Regions from separate parts of the Arachis hypogaea genome. Here region 2 is linked to region 1. A link is a contact called in public Hi-C data. All regions are on one chromosome and are shown on one strand. Each heading gives the region's core, a stretch centred on a gene start, on an enhancer-like site or on the middle of the called end of the contact. The rest is flanking DNA. Distances are from core to core; before and after follow the strand shown. Region 1 overlaps LOC112776056 (ureidoglycolate hydrolase). Region 2 holds the start of LOC140182338.

What was found. A called contact is a pair of places that touch in the nucleus more often than the background predicts.
Region 2: a Hi-C map of leaf shows a contact between it and region 1, with 2.7 times the contacts expected there. The contact joins the promoter of LOC140182338 here to the enhancer-like site in region 1. A contact is called at or near these places in 3 of 8 Hi-C or Micro-C datasets (all in leaf).

Annotation. Positions count from the first base shown.
Region 1 is chr19:125,496,604-125,499,265 of arahy.Tifrunner.gnm2.J5K5, reverse strand. It overlaps LOC112776056 (ureidoglycolate hydrolase), which reads right to left. Exons shown (of 14, transcript XM_029295601.2): 13 at 2,272-2,312; 14 at 1,548-1,797. The coding sequence ends at 1,700. Among protein-coding and RNA genes, the nearest start is that of LOC112776056, 5.7 kb to the right of the region's middle. Within about 2 kb of position 1,330, at least 1 of the 3 cell types and tissues checked has open chromatin away from gene starts, as enhancers often do.
Region 2 is chr19:125,687,826-125,690,487 of arahy.Tifrunner.gnm2.J5K5, reverse strand. It overlaps LOC140182338, which reads right to left and starts at 1,343. Exons shown (of 6, transcript XM_072228504.1): 1 at 1,302-1,343; 2 at 1,166-1,220; 3 at 311-1,076; 4 at 146-239. The coding sequence starts at 1,343. LOC112778156 reads right to left here. Exons shown (of 4, transcript XM_025822509.3): 3 at 1,859-2,662; 4 at 1,234-1,692. The coding sequence ends at 1,680.

The sequences.
Region 1 (2,662 bases), core at 81-2,580:
TTTCATAATTTGTTCTAGTTTATCACGAAACAGAATATAAAAGCACACAATTTTGTGTCTCTGTCCTTTATGTCTTGTTCTCAATGTCTTGCGTTGTCCTATTTTCAGAAACAAACGCAGCCCGATATATCAAGAGAAAATAGAATCTATTTTAAAATAGAATTTAGTTTTGATACACTGTCTATAAAACAATTTTATATACATTATCTAATTATGTAATATTATATCAACAAAAATAACTACTTTTTGTGTTGACCGTAATTGATCATATAAACCAATAAATATAAATGGACAACTACATAAAATATTTTACACTATCAATATCTGGCCATAAATTATAAAAAAGTAATTTACCTTTAATATTACAAGAAGTTTTAAGAACAGTTGCTTAGTTACAAGCCAAGTTCTAATTTCATTTTTGATGTTTAAATATCTTATTTTTTTAATTGTTTTATTTTATTTTTTAATAAAAATAATATTTTTTTAAAAAATATTTTTTTCTATGTAATGATAACAATCGTAATTGTAAATTTTTTACTAAAGAACTTAAATAGAATGAAATAAAACGTTAAAAACAAATAAGATATTTCAAATATTAAGAATAAAATTAGAATTTAGCTCAAGGGATTAAAACAATATCTTAACCAAACTCAAAGTCAGTTGTCTTCTCTAAGGTGGCGTTTGATAGAGAGATAGAGACTGAAAGGCTGAGACTGGGAGATAGAGACTAAGAGACAGAGATCGAAATAAATTTTAATATTCTGTTTGGTGCAAAGTGAGAGACATAAATTGAAACAAGAATAAAATTCTAATTAAATTTGCACAAAAAATAAAATTGGAATTAATTAATTAAAATGAGGATATTTTAGGTATAAAATGTTATTAAAATTTCAGTCTCTGTCTCTAAAAATTTCAGTTCCCTGTGTCCCTAGTTTTTGAAAGTACTGAAATACTAAAATTTTAAGGACAGAGACAGAAATTTTAGTGTTAGTCTTTGAGCCAACAAACATGATACTGTGTCTCAGTCTCTCAATCTCTGTCCCAATATCTCAAAACAAACTACCTAAAGTTTTTCTTATAATACATACCTTTGCAACCTTCAATCTCATTCACACATTCAAGGTATCCACAAAGTGCTGTGCTATTCCAACAGAACAGCCTAACTAAAAATAAATTTCCCCCTTATTTTTCCTAATTGCTTTTGTTTAGTTGAATCCAGCTATTCCATCAATCATAATCACAAATGAGAATGTCAAACTCTATGTGTGGCCAATTGAGAAAAGTAAGATCTCATCTCTCTAAATATAGATTACTACAACTAATACATATATAATATAATATAACGTATTATAATATAATAATGATATTCTTTCTAGTTGGTTATATACAACTGGATTCTACAATCTTAGTATCTTAGATTCTTAGTAGTTCCTTTCTAATTAATTTCTGCTGTTGTCTTTTGAATTAAACTTATACTACCTTTTTTTTCTTTTCCGGTGTGGTAAGTGGCAACGTTATAAAAGCGGTAGCATTTTCTACGAAAAGTGTTTCTTTAATGCTCACTGGTCATATTAGATGGATTAAGTTCAACCACTGTAATGGGGTACATCTAAATTTAACATTATTTAATCAGTATTATTAAATTACATATCCTTGCTCTACAATGGTGAGTACATACTAAATATCACTACAGAAGATATTACTCAAGGGACAATTTAGCAAGTGTGAGTGCTAATACTTTTACTCCATTTGACATATCTTGAATGCTTGCAAACTCTTCAGGCTTATGGCTGTATCCTGAAAAAAAAAAATTGCAAACCAATGTTCAGATAAATCAGAATGCAGACCAGATAGCATCACGACATGCAAGTGAATGTATTAGCATTTTCAATAGAGAAAGTTACGGAATGATTCTTAATGTAAGTTCATTCATTGAATCCGAGATTTCACATACTAGAGCTCAACTTTCTGGCTAGGGTTGGTCGTTTAATTTAAGAGTTTAATTCTGATGCAGCGACAATGTAAAATGTTTTACCAAGTCATCCAATAACATCAGTTCTTTTGGATGACCATTCATGCGGTAAATGTAAACGGTAGTTATTTTTGCGAGTAAAGTAATCCCATGCACGTGTAAAGCTGCTTTACACTGATAGTACATCAAAATTAAATTGTAAATTTAATTACATAAAAAGAACAAACAATTCTAAAGTATTATGGTATCGAATTAGAACATGTGAGTATGTGGCACGAATAGTAAAAGATGATGAGTACCTTTGTAACATGGAATGAAAATCATGCCCATTGGGGATACCCTGCAAGACACAATGTGCATTAGAGATTTAGAGTAGATATTCTGTTCACATAAGAGCAAAGAACTGTTTGGTTGATTGTAACATGGTAATGATTAAACTAAATTATGCTAATATAATTGTTATTAGCTACTTCCAAAATGTTCAAAAGTTTTGAAATTATAAGCTTTAAGAGGAAAAGAGAGAAAGCATGCTCTCAATATCATTCTAATTTCTAAATATATGATATTAGATTGCTGTGAGATGATATCTTTGTTTTTTTTGGGGGGGATGCACTAAGCCCAATATCAATTAACACAAGAAGATTCCTAATATTCTAATCAAAAGTGAATAAAAGATATATCGAGTTAAAA
Region 2 (2,662 bases), core at 94-2,593, 190 kb before region 1:
TCTCGCCTTTATAATAATTTCGTTTTTGAAAAACCATGTCATCCCAAACTAACATTAAACCCCCACTCGCCCCCACAGACTCCACAAACTCCCAACCCGCATTACTATTTCTCCAAATTCTTGCAACATCATATTTAGTAATTACCTCCCTCTTTGTTTCAAGCAACCCCAACATACCTAAGTTATAATTCTTCTTCAACGACTTCACCATGCTCAATTTTCCGTCACCTCTCAACCCCCTAATATTCCAACAACTCACAATCATGAAGACAAATTTTTTCTCACTTTATTTTTATTCTTTGGACGACACCTTCGTGCCTTCTCCTTCTGTTTCGCCAACTTTCTCTTCGCCGCTAGTTTTTCATTTTGGGCTTGCAAAATACCCATAATATCCTCTTCTTCATCGCTTAAAAGAGCGCCAGACTCCACTGCCAACTTCCATGTTTCTTCATTGTCCTTCATCTGCTCCTCATTCGATAACCTGGCCTCCTCTCCCTCGGACTGTCGTCGCCGCTCTGTTTCAGATTCAGCCCCTGTTTCCAATGTTTTTCCGCCGTGATCCATAGCTTGGGCATCTGCACTGGCTGCTAGGTGCGTTCCCAACGGGCTCCCTCTCCCGGTTCCCTGTACCAGGTTCCCCGTCCCAGTGTCAGCAGCAGGACTAGCCTCTTCCTCCCCTCCCCTGGTCAGCGGCACCTGCATCCTAGCCACATCGTGGGTTACTGACCCTTCCAACCTTACCGCCTCGAAAACCTCGTCAGGAACCCCACCCGTGGCCCCGTCATAACTCCTCGGACCAGCCACTGCCTCTCGGGGTCCAGCCTCCGACGGGCGCCGTTCACTCTGCCTTTCCCTCTCCCTTCCCGTGGTGTTGGCCTCAGTTCCCTCAAGGGTGACTCCATGCACCGCCGCCCCTGTCACCGCATCATGAAGGGATAGCAAGACCCGTTTGCCTCCTATCCGCCCCACATCGTCAAAGAGTCCAGGAGTCCGTGCATCCAATCTCAAGCCCACATTAGGCCCAGCATGCACCCCATTCTCCCGAGGCCACCATGTATGCTCCCAAAAGGCAATTTCTGGAAAGACTGAAAGAGTGCACGTGTGATAAATCTCTGGGTCTGCCAGCTGGACAGCGAGCTAACTAACTTCTAACTTGCTAACTAACCAATTTCATCTGTGTATGCTAGGTTGTTCGTTATAACAGATATAACTTGGTGATACTAATTGTGCACATACATAAGTAAATGTTTGGATAAATTATATGAGTGATATTACATATGACATTCCATAATGTGACTAACCTCCCTAAAGAGGAGCGCAATGCGTGTAATGGATGTTAGCATCACATCTTATAAAATACAATGGTATCGACGTAACCAAAATATGAGAGAAGTCTGTCTATAAAATTACATGTGGTGGATTATTCAATGGCCTGAAGAAAGCATTTATAGATAATTGTGTGTAAACGTATGAAATGTTTGAGACTATAGACAAAAAGCAATGTACAACTTGAGAATGAACCTGCTTTTCCCTCAGGATAAGGAGAAAAAGCTTCTTCAGTATGCAGAAAGAAGATGAATCAAGTGTTGTCAGTGATTGGATCTTTTGCTGGTGCGGTTTTCTGAAACCTTCTCAAAGGAGTTGACAATTCCAATTACTTGCAGCTCCAAACATTAGTGTTAATTTAGATGCCTAAAATATGAAGGAAAGAAAATCAATTTCTGAAACCTTCTCAAAGGATGTTCATATTATTATTTGGTTTTTCATGTGAAGTATCAAAAGATCAAATAAGCTAACAAAAGATGGTGAACTCTTCTTGTCCCATAAAACTAATAAGCAAACATTGTTTAATGTTTACCTGTGTGGCAAGTTATCTTTGGCGTCTCTTGGTATGTGTCTGATTGCGCCTAATCTCCTCGCGAACATGGCCGCCATTGGTTCTGAATCTTTGAATCCAGGGAAAGGTGTAATGGGATTGAACCCAACCTTTGGTATGTCATCAATGGAAGCCTCTTTCTTGAGGAAGTGGTCATCATCAACACATTGTTCTTTGGTTTCTTTTAGATAAGAAAAGTGTTTATATGAATTTGGATGTACAGAGTTATCAAAAGTTATCAATTGAGCACTTGATTTTGGCAAGAATCGATTCATCCATACACCTCCAGAAGTATCAATTTTGTTCAAGAACTTATCTGTTACCTTCCTCTCTGAAGGTGCGTAGGATTCAGCACTCTCATTGTTATTCTGATCCTGTATGGTAGGAGATGAATTTATTTCTATTCCTTCTTTATTTGTCCTGTTTTCATGGCTGCTGTGAAAATTCACAGGCCTAATCTTTACCTCAAACTCTTTTGATTTCAAATACTGTTTGTAAAGACTGTTATTGTTCTCTGCACAACATGATATTGGAGTAACATCTAGGCCTTGATGAGATTTTATGGGACAAGACATGCACTTGAAATCGGATTTGAGTCCTGTACTTTTCGGCTCAGGATTATGATTCTGAATCTGATCATGATCCCAGAGAAGATGGTGATCAGGATTTGCAGCTGATTGTGAGAATCCTTTCATCATGTTTGAAACCAAGTTCATGAATGAGCTATTCTGCCTGGTTCTGGATCTGGGATCTGAAGTTTCTGGAATTTTCATGGATCTCGAACAT